2 separate regions of the Mus musculus genome follow, and region 2 is linked to region 1. Evidence: chromatin contacts called from public HiChIP or PLAC-seq data. All regions are on one chromosome and are shown on one strand. The core of a region is the stretch at or near the end of the contact, and the rest is flanking DNA. Distances in the headings are between cores, read along the strand shown. Region 1 overlaps Tspan9 (tetraspanin 9). Region 2 has its middle 12 kb from the start of Gm52879.

The links. HiChIP or PLAC-seq counts read pairs in DNA pulled down with a chosen protein or histone mark.
Region 2: a contact with region 1 is called in an HNF4G HiChIP or PLAC-seq map of pancreatic cancer cells. The contact joins two enhancer-like sites. A contact is called at or near these places in 5 of 39 promoter capture datasets (cranial neural crest, frontonasal cranial neural crest, liver and 2 more), 12 of 484 Hi-C or Micro-C datasets (astrocytes, cerebellar granule neurons, cerebral cortex and 5 more) and 10 of 115 datasets of contacts at active chromatin or transcription factors (CD8 T cells, DN3 thymocytes, the NIH/3T3 cell line and 5 more).

The regions. Positions count from the first base shown.
Region 1 is chr6:127,989,434-127,995,103 of GRCm38.p6, forward strand. All of the region lies in intron 1 of Tspan9 (tetraspanin 9), which reads right to left. Among named protein-coding and RNA genes, the nearest start is that of Tspan9, 43 kb to the right of the region's middle. Within about 2 kb of position 2,313, at least 117 of the 459 cell types and tissues checked have an H3K27ac peak or open chromatin away from gene starts, as enhancers often do. A contact at or near this core is called in embryonic fibroblasts, muscle stem cells and pancreatic cancer cells, where this site is marked.
Region 2 is chr6:128,086,619-128,091,805 of GRCm38.p6, forward strand. It overlaps a transcript of Tspan9 not described here. Among named protein-coding and RNA genes, the nearest start is that of Gm52879, 12 kb to the right of the region's middle. Within about 2 kb of position 2,508, at least 66 of the 459 cell types and tissues checked have an H3K27ac peak or open chromatin away from gene starts, as enhancers often do. A contact at or near this core is called in embryonic fibroblasts, muscle stem cells and pancreatic cancer cells, where this site is marked.

The DNA of each region.
Region 1 (5,670 bases), core at 1,063-3,562:
ACCTCTGGAAGGCAGAACAGGCCAGTGAGCCTGTTTTCTACACATTCCACGTACGTGCTTGCGTGCCCCCATTATACACCCTGGGGTCAACCAGCTCTCTAAACTCCAGTTCTTGCCATGAAATTCTGAAATCCTTCTTTGTGGTCACCCTAAAATAGCCCCAGCTCTCATCATTGACCCTCTCCCTCTTGGAGGGGAAAACAAGGCCCTAGCAGCCCACTTAGCCCAGGGAGGGTCCTGGCTTGAGCCTGAGAAGTACCTCTCTCTGCTCTTTTCAGTCTAAAATAGGCCATGAGGCAGCCTGCCAAAATCCTACACTCTTGCCAAGCAGGAGGGTTGTATTTCTGGCTGCACATCTCAAAATGCTGGACTCGAGAAGGCTTCCCAGACCAACAGCTGACTCCGGCTGTGATGATAAGCCTATCCTGGGTTTGGCCCGAGCCTTGGGTGTACAGTAGGAGGGGCTCTGTCCCTGTCCTGGAGTGCAGGGCAGCTATATAAGGACAGCCATATAAGGGCATGGGACTAGGGGGGAGCCCAGGGGGCTGGGGTTTCTCCTGGCCCCAGCAGAAGCTCACAGTGTGCACCTGCCGTGGATAAACATTCCTGCCTGCTTGCCATTCCTCGGCCTGGAATGGGCTTCCCTTTCTTGCTGCCACCGCATACCCTCTAACAGGGTACTACGCCTCACCTGCTCCGAAAGCCTAGCCAGCAGCCCCGCCCTCTCCAGTCACACCGGACCGGCCCTAGAGGGCACAGGGATAATAGTGCCCATGTGGGAATCCGAGTGGCAGGCCTGAAAGCATGGAGGTACGGCAAGGAACAAGAGGCGGGGTTGTATGTGTGTGTCTGAGTAGTAGAGGCTAGAGAGCCATCTTGCACATCTTTCTCGATTGCACCCCACTTTATTTTCTGAAGCAGGGTCACTCGGAAGCTGGAGGTCACTGATCTGGCTAGGCTGGCTGGTCCTGTCCCAGACTCTTGGTGCTTGGGTCAAAACCACAAAGTGTCTCACTGTACTTTGCACATGAGTGCTGGGCAGCACGGCTCAGGGTCTCAGGCTTGTGTGGCAAGGACTACACTTACTGATCCATCAGCCTTGTGGGTGGGTTTTAGGTGTGTGAACGAGGCAGCAGTTTGCGGAGGCTGTGCATCCTCCATGAAGCCCAGAGGACAGAACAGGGACCAAGCGATAAAACCTATGAGGCAAGAAATGACTTAACTTCTCTTGCCCAGAGACCAGAGCAAATCAACGTGTTAGCTAAGCAGGGGGCCCTGCCATTAGGGGGTCTAAGGAAAGCCCAGGGCTCTCTTTCTGGACAGGAGCTGCTCTGGCCCCAGCCACCTCTTACTCTGCATTTCTGTATTCTACCATTGGTTCCCCGGCTCACCCACCTCTGTACTCTGAGACTATGTGTGGTGCTGACTGACCCAGGACTCCTGGGGTATATGAAAAATCACTGCCCGGGGTCCCCATCTTTTAAGCTAGTGTCCTTTGTAACTGAAGAATCTCCTTCACATCTCTATTAACACCAACAAGTGAGCAGCGGCTCGCTCAGGAGAACAGAATTGGGGGTGGCGGGGGGGGGGGTGGAGAGGAGGATTTTAATGTCCACTGATTTATCCCCCTCAGTTCTTCCTTACACATTAGATTTATATTCAGATGTGAACTTTTATTTTTTTAAGCACCGACTTCCTGCTGGCGTGGTGGTACACACCTATGATCCCAGCACTTAGAAAACTGAGGCAGAAGGGAATTGAATTCAAGTCAAGTTTGGGCTACGTACTGAGACCTTGTCTCAAAAAATCCCTAAGAAGAAAAGAATAAAGCAAAGAAAGAACCAACATCCTTTCCTTTATCTCGAGCCTGTCCATCATTCAAGATCAGTTACTCACAACCAGCCTGTCCCCTCCTCTTTCTTACAACCAGGGACCCTCACACAGAACATTTTTTTTCTCATCTCTACCCCCTGGGCTCTGGAAGTTAGCCCAGGCACAGGTATGTACTAGTTCTGCACCTAGATCTAAGATGACCCCCAAAGCCCAGACGTAGGAGGGGGAAGGAGAGAAGAGAAAAGTTCAGGTGTGAACAGCTTTCTCCTGCTTTCTCCCCAACGCTACTCCCAGGCCCAGGCCCCTTCTCCTGGGCAGCCTAACATGCACTGTTATCAACCTGGGTATTCCCCAGACCTGGAAGGTTACAGCAGGCACGGAAGGCTAAGAGCCCAGCTTCACATACCTCAAGGGCTATGTCATGGCACCAGGAAAGGCTCTGAGTCACAGATATGGTCCTTGATCCACCCTCTTAAGACAGTGTATTTGACTGCCAACAAGCTGGCCTCAGCATGAGCAAGCTGGCCTGGGTGACAGAGCAGGGATGAGACAGAGCTCCTGGCTTCTCTAACCAGCGGGACAATCTTGGATGCACAGCACATGGCTGACAGAGAGAAGGTCAGAGGTTCTCAGTTCTGGGTGCTCTGACAGGAACAGGAAATCATTTCATACAGGAAACACACCAGACACCCTCAAGAAAGCTGTAGACGTGAGCCACGGGGCGACTCTACTGTGGTGGGGGACTGGATCAAAGTGTGCACAACCACGGACAACGAGAAGAACCACACAACCCTGCCTAGCGGATCTCAAAATATAACCTCAGGCTTCTCACGAAGCCAGCCAACACCATCTGAACACAAGCAAAGGGCAAGCCGGCTTTTCATGAAGGCAAGAGGCTTGTCACCATGCTGATGGCACAGGCTCTATGAAGGGAGCGTGGACACACCCATCATGGGAGAACCAGCAGATGGCCCTTTCCCACCCTGCTCAATTTACAGGTCACCATGGCCCAGGGAGGTGTTCTGAGCTCGTGTGGCAAGTTGAGGATACATCATACCCCACCTTTCTCCACGTCCCTCCACCTCAGCTAGGCTGGGACCCAATGTCCCTTGCTCCACTGCTGGAACACGCAAATGCTTTGAGAAAAAGAAAACTGAAAACTATTTCTCTCCTGTGGCAGAAGTCAATGCTCCCTTTCTACTTTGAGGATGGAGGCCCAGGAACTGCTCTAAGGACATCCTCCCTGGCCTCTGCACCTCCCTTGGCCAAGCCCTGAGAGGCAGAAATGAGCCTGGCATCTTCCAGATCACTCTACCAAACTGGCAGGTGCAAGAAATGTGCTTTGGTCCAGGCGTCTGCTTGCGTGCTTGCTTGCTTGCTTGCCTGCCTGGCAGCTCAAGGATGGCCCAATCAGAGTGTTGAAGAGTTCCAGAACCAGGCGCTGCCAGCAGGAAACAAAGGCATAGGACCTCCTGGGGATGGAGGGGAGTGGAGTGGTACCTAAGGACGCTGGCAGTGTCTTCATCTCTTCATCTCAGGATCTCTTAGCGTCTATACAGAAATTACTCTACAGCATGAACATCCTATGGCTTCTTCTAAGAGCAGTGTGGCCTCTAGAAGTCAGGGATACCCAGAATGGAGGAACCGAGGTGCAGAGTAGAAATGAGTGTTTGGTGTCACTGGAGCTCAGGGCTTCCTGCTGCGAGGCCAGGCTGGGCTCACAGCCCTCCAAAGGAATGAGGAACAGAGCCCTGGAAAGGAAGACCCTTAGGGCTCCCAACTGGCGGGAAGAAGGTCCTGGTGGTACAAATCTAGTGGACCACATGCTTGCCTTCTGCGCTGTTGGCGTCCGTGGGACCTGGCTCCTGCTGGTCCTTTCTCATCATTTGGCTTTCAAAGTGTGACTAAAGAGACTATCAGCCACATGGTCCCCTTCAGGGGGCTGCTGGGGGGCTCACCATCTGGAGGGCCCCACTGCCACCGATGTTGACTGTCTGCCTGCGGCACAGGGTCGGGTGCAGCGGTGAGAGGGACTTGCCAGCACTCCTCCCAAAGCACACACTGCCTGGTGGCTTCTGGGAAGGGACAGCCATGCCACCAGCTGCCTCTCTGCTCCTGGGATCTGTCTACCCCATACCATCTGGGGAGGGCTAGAACCCAAGACCACGGCTGTGACCTGGCCTCCTACAAGCTAGACAAACAGGCAGAAGGTGAGGCGTTCAGCATCCCAGCTCCTGAAGTATCTGGAGCCCTGGAGGAAATGGTGAGAGGCTGTTCAGACTGGGACAAAAGAGAAAGCTAGTTTACTCATCTTTAGAGACCCAGGCCTTTGTGGCTGACAGCCTCTTGAGGAAGGGGAAGAGTCTGGGTCAAGAAGATGAAGCCACAAGACATTAAACAGCCTCAAGTGAGGATCTGTTACCTTAGAGGACACTATTTGGGGTCAACTGTCCCCAACAGGGCCTACTGTTGAAACTGACACCCAGAGGTCCCCAGCAGGCAAGAATCCAGGGTCCGACCCTGAAGAAGCTTGGGACTGTGGGTCAAGGCTTCATCTGGAAACCTTAGCTTTCTAGAGGGAAGAACTGCACAGGAGACAGAGGAGCCCTGGCATGGTTAAGTAGAGGTTGCACAGTCTCTAATGCTTCTCAGAGGCCGTAGGATAGAGCACCATCACCCCCTGCCTAACATGGGCTATCAGGCCAGGGTCTCTAACTGCCTTACAGCCTATTCCTGTGAGACAGGAAACCAGTGAGGCCCTCACTGTCTTCCTCAGCCTCCCCAAACAAAGCCAGCCCACAGAGAGGGTGCTGAGAGGGGGGCAGTGTGGCAGAAGCCTAATGTCTGGCTGTTTCCTGCTGGCTGGTTCCCCTAGGCAATCTTCCCTGGCTGTGATCTGGTCCAGCACTAAGATGTTTTAGCTAACAACACTATCTCCACAGCTCAGGCATGGCTCAACCCATAGATGGGGATGAGTGGCCAGGGTAACTCTCAGGGAGGAACATGGCCCTGAGTCACACAGCTGCCATGACAGCCAATGCTTGTGAAAACTGAGTGCATCTCTCAGCTGCCCTGGGTATCTTTTCTTGAAAATTGAGGAACAAAAGCAGTCATGCCTTCCTGGGAGTTCTGGGGCTTCACTGAGGTGGTGGGAGTGTGCACCTAAGCCTAGGCCTGGGCCCAACCCATGGAAGGAACTCTGAAAATGACATCGTCACTTGATGGGTCCCTGGACCCATGAAGATGGAAAAGCTCCTGGAAGATTGACACATCACCACATGGGCTCATTGGATGTCTCTGTATTGAGTTACTAGGCTTTTCTTTTTCTCTTGTCTTTTCTTTTGGAAAAGTGGTATTAATACAATATCCAAGCTGATCTCAAATTCCTGGACTCACTGGCTCCTCACAAAGGAAGGAGCTACAGGTGGGCCCCACTGCACGCTGCAAGGGTTATTTGTCTGTATTAGATTTTAATGCTGGTCGAGGACATTGTCCTTGATCCCTTATTACCAAACACTCTGACTTTCTTAGGCTAATGTAGAGGCTATACTAGGAGACTTGGGGTCTTGGTTTACAGGACTCTTCTAGATCTGCCACTGTGGAATAAGGGAATTTGGGCTTCAGCTACGACAAAGGGACCCATGACACCCAGCAATCAGGGCACCACAATATTCCATGGCATACAAATACCCTTGGAGATCACCCACACAGACATGAGCACAAAGGCTCTGAGAGGAAATAACTTGTCAAAGATGTCACCAAGGGAGAGCTGGGGCTCTGAACACAGTAACCTGTCACTCTGCGTGGGACACGGCTCACACCTAACCACCGCCTAGT
Region 2 (5,187 bases), core at 1,258-3,757, 97 kb after region 1:
GCTATACCAACCCAGCAACAGCAGGCAGATGAGAGCTCTCAGGCTCTGGTAAGTGAGACTGAAAGCCTCACCTCTGTGCAATTGTCTCAATCCAAAGGCATGTATGTCAGAGGGAATCCTGGGAGCTCCCCTACAGGAAAGCCTTGAGCACCAAACTCTGTTATTCACCTGCTAGCCACGAAGGCAAGGGGAGAAGCCATGAGCTCTACTAGTGGCTGTCATAGGTCCCCTTCTGAGCAGGGTGACCCACTCTGTATCAGCCTTAGGCAGCTCCCTATTCAAAGCAGTGGCTTCAAGTGAGGCACTGCTCCCACAAAAAGGAAAGGAAGAGAGGCCCCAGGGCACAGTGGAGCCAGGCTGGAGCTACAGATGAGGGACCTGATCCAGAGGATACAGCCAGACACTAGCCCTGGGCTGTATAAGCACTCAGATGCCAGGCCAAATCCCACAGGCCTGCCTCTGCTCAAAACACACGGGCTGGCCTGCACCACCACCATGAAAGCCAGAAGCGAATAAGGGCCAGGGTCAATGGAGCGGCAGAAGCAACAGAAAGGCAGGCCCTGGGTGACAGGGTCACACCAGGCTTCCTCAGAGGCCCTGGTAGCAGAGGGGACAGGGAGAAGGGAGTGGCACCAAGACCCACAGCATCCTCAAAGCACAGAGGTGAGCAGAGCGTCCATCACTGCTGCCATGCTGGAAGTGAAGGGGACCTGCTGGAAAAGCCACTGAAATTGTGCTCAGAGGAGGAGCCAGCTCACATTCAGATGCCCCTGTGAGCACCCACAGTTCAGAGGGCTAGAGAGGTCTGGGCACTGGGGAGCTAGTTTTAAGTGAATGGGGGTCATCTCGGGTAAAAGAAACTTCAGCCCATCCCTCTGGCCAGGACTCCAAAGACCTCTGGGTAAGTGTCTACTGAGTCCCATGGCGCCCTTTGGGCCACTGGTACAGGTTCCTGGGTCCCCTATGACCTCCACTGACCTAACCACATCCATGCATCCCATCACTTCCGACTGGACTGCCCCAACCTTCACAGCACCATCCACCAGCTTGACATAAAGACTTGCTCTAGGTCCTCCTGCGCCCCACCTTAAAACCTCCATGGGATCTCACACCATAAGCTCCAGAATACCCTTCTCATCTGCAAGCCAGTTACCCACCTTCTTCACACACACACACACACGCACGCACGCACGCACGCGCACACACACACACACACACACACACACACACCTGCAAATAGTTCAGAACTGACTCAGGCCCTTCACTGCGTAACTCCCCTGGTCTCCTTAACATCCTATACCAGACCTAAAGTCCAGCATGGCCTCCCAAGAAGCCATGCCTATGCAGGGATTATCTCTGTGCCTGGGCAGGAGGGGGTGCCGGGGCAGCACGTTCTTAGCCCATCTGGGCAAAAGGCAAGCTTTTCCCTCCCTGGGTTGACCCAGAGCCCCAAAGCCTAGGATGAACACACTTCTGATTCTAGCGATGGTTACAGCCCCCTCACTGCCCTGTATCCTGCTCCACAAGACAAGGCCTCTGCTTGCAACAGCATCCCCCCTTGATGCCAGATACCTAAAATCAAGGCTAATCCAGAGCCACCCCAGAAAACCAACCAGGAAATACCATGGCCCCATGGTGACATCCACTCCCAGGCAGTGCTGGTGGCTGCCCTGAGATGTCTACCCTTCTGTAGTCCAAATAAGCAGACTTTCCCCTTGAAGGGAGAATCAAGAGCCATAGCAATGCAAGGGCAAGATCTGCAGCAAAGGCCTGGCCCAGGCAACCAGCTGGCATCTATAGAGACAGGGCGTGACCTGAGTCCCACATGTCACCTGCAGGAGCCAGAGATTCATGGGTTGTGAGGGGGAGCAAAGCCACCTGAAGGGCGCAGGGAGTCAAGATGATCCCTGTGGTTAAACATGAGATTAAGGGATACGCCAAGAAGGAGCAGGGGAAAACGGAGGTGGGGAGAACGCCAGCATCTCCAAGTCACTGCAAGCCAGGCTGCAGATAACAGAAGACACTCCCACCACCATAGAGACACCGTACACTAAGGCTGGCCTCTTGGGAGCGCCCATGGAATCTAACTCAAACAGGCTGCTGCTCTGCTACCTGATTTAAAAAAAAAAAAAAAAATGCCAGCTCACCCAACACCTGAGCCAAGGCTTCTCTCCTCAACCTCACACATGCAGAGAGAACAGCATGCTGAACCTTCTTCCTTCCCTAGACACTCCCCACCCCCACACAAAGAACAAGGACCATGAAGCTGAAACCTGAGAAGATACCAAGGGGGCAGCAGGAGGCAATTTACAGCTGGGAAAACTGAGCCCTTGGCCAGATGTGGGCCCTGGGCAGGAGGGGGTGGGCTTAACTCTGGGCCTAAGGGCCTAGAGGGGCTCCCCTCTCAGGTCAGCAGCAGCCAGACTTGGTGCTGAGCTGAGAGTCCAGTGAGAGTAGAGAAGAGCAGGACAGGGCAGTGGCCAGGACCTACCCACCTATGGTGCTGGTGACTCAGAGCCATCAGCCAGGGTGAGACATGGGGAGCAGGGTAGGAGAAAGGGAGGCAAAGAGAAGAAGGAACAGAGGGGAGAGGCCAGGAGGAGGTCTGCTGGCTACAACAGAGGTAGAGGGCTTCTTCCCACTCAGGGATCCCGGACGTGGTCAGGAAGAACCAGCTAGAGACCTGCTCACTCTTAGCCAAGCCCTAGGCTCCATCGCCTCCTGAGCACAGAGGGTGTGGATCTCCGGGGCCTCTTGCAGCACTAGACCCTGGAACAAGAGCCAATCCGATACAATCACAATACCAAAGCCAGAAGCCAGAGAACCAGCAAGAACTACCCTTCACCACCAACACAGGATAAACGAAGGACCGAGAGGCCTGGAGAGGTCAAGCGCTATCCTGAAAGTCACACAGCCAGTGAGCAGTACAGTCAGGACCCAGATACCTAAAGTTGGGCTCAGAGACCCAAACTCCCCTCCTCACCAGCCCAGCACAGCCCAGCTCAGCTAAGGGAAGAAAGCTGCCCACTTCAAGAACATCTATGAGGCTGGGAAAAAAAGGGGGTAGGAAGCCAACCCCACTAAGGAAATGCATGCAAAACTCCCTCTGACAAGTAGTGGAATTATTTCCATTGGAAAAAAAATTAATGAAAAACCCTCCCTTACCAGACCCCAGGGGTATTTGGCTGTAAGCTGATGTAATAGGGAGAAAAGAAGCCAAGGGGAAGGAACCCCCCCCCCTACACACACACACACACACACACACACACACACCAGCACGCCTTCTGCCAGAAGCACAACAGGGAAGCTGCAGCTGGAGTTGGGGGGACACAAGCCAAGCAGGATGTTGGAGGCTTGGAAGGAGGCCTAACGCAGCCAAGCTGGCTGGCTGGCTGGCTGGGAGGGAGGGAAGCAGAAGCCTTTGAAATGGGAGCACATGGCGGTACTCCGCTGAGCCCCACATGCAGGTAGGCCCTGGGTGGACACAGACACCAGCACAAAGCCTGTGGAGGGCAGTGGAAGGTGTCTGTGACAAAGCCGGCTGCAGGCAGAGCCGAGAAGCAAAAAGAAGGGGCTGGGAGCCAGGACATCAGGAGGTCAGGACATAACCTGGGATTCGAAGGTGTATACTGGTAGGGAAAAGGACTGTACAAGGACCTCCTTACTGAGCCTGTCACACAGATGGAGGACCGCTGATAAAGTAGGCACGCCTACACAAGGACCTAGGACCCCCACCCCAGCCTGGAACCTCAAAAATACCCAGCAGAGGGCACTGACATGAAGTCATGCCACCATTGCCCCCATCGTGGACAGTGCTTCCACACGGGGAGGCCACCTAGAATGGGGTCCCAGAGAGAGCAACTACCATGGGTAGGGTCTGGGCAGCAACACTAGCTCGATAGGCCAGTTAGAAGTGCAAGGCACACCACCAAACACTCTCATCCCCTACCAGATGCCTACATAGCATCACTAACCAGCGGAAGGCTCTGGCAGCTGGGGCCACCTGGTATCTCCATAGAACAACTAGGGTCCCATCCCTGGCTATGTTTGGGGTACAGACTAATAGGGTACTTAGAGGTAGTAGGTGGGGGTGGTGACAGATCGTGTCCCCATTTCTGGCATCCTGGGAGAATTTCTCTTTCACCCACTAACCCCGCCACGTGCAAAGCTGATCATTACAGGAAGAATAAAAAATGTCCCAGCCTCCGGATCAATGGCCAGTTCAGCGTTTTATCTTGGAAACGTTGAAAATACCCTTGACCTCTCTGAGACTCCAGTTCACGCCATGGGTCTCAAGAGGACAGCCCAGTCCTTGACACAAAACTGTAGGAAAGACATATGAGCCCTGACGCCAGACAAAAACTGCAGACCCAGAAACAACACTCAGAGCACTGAAGACTGAACCTGAAATGGGGTGTGGCTTGGCATCCTGTGGGACTACCCTGCAGAGATCTAAGGCTACACGTGGCTATGACCAGCTGTGGGATGGGGGACTACACCCAGGGGTTGCTGGGAGTAGATGGGCCATGAAATCGGCAGACTCCGCCCACTTCTGGACTCAAGCTGAGCTTCCAGGGAGTTTGCTAGTGCTGTATGTCCCTGCTGCAGGAAAGCTCTGTCCTTGATCTTACAGCACTGCTCTTCCCAGGCTAGTCCTGCCCTAGGCATGACCCCTCCCTCCATGTCTGGCACCAACCACACAGGCTGCCAAGCTGAGGTGGAGGTGGGCAGTCTCAGTTTCCTCAGAGCCCAGTTCTCTGCTTCTGGGCCCCACACAGCCCTGCAACGCACAGCTAGAGTGTAGTCTACAGCAGGAACACCCTACAAAGGGTGTTTGGCCACAGGTAGGGTGCTGAAAGGCCACCTCCAAGCCTGTGACAGTGTCCTGAGACAGCCACTTCTCAAAAGTAGACTGATGCGGCTTCATCTCACTCAGCCTTGCCTCAGAACCATCTAAGAACCTGTGACAAATGTGATTTGAGACTGAGGCAGAGGGCCACATGGCCAGGAAAGCTAGACTGAGTAAAACAACCTGCTGGAAAAAACCAACAGGTTTCCTGCTGCCATCTAGTGGCCAGCACATGGAAGAGCAGGCACCACAACAAGGCCACCAAGAAGTCTCAGGGGCTATATCCCCCTCCCCAACAAGTCCAGACTGAGACTAGGTGACCACAAGTAGAACCCACA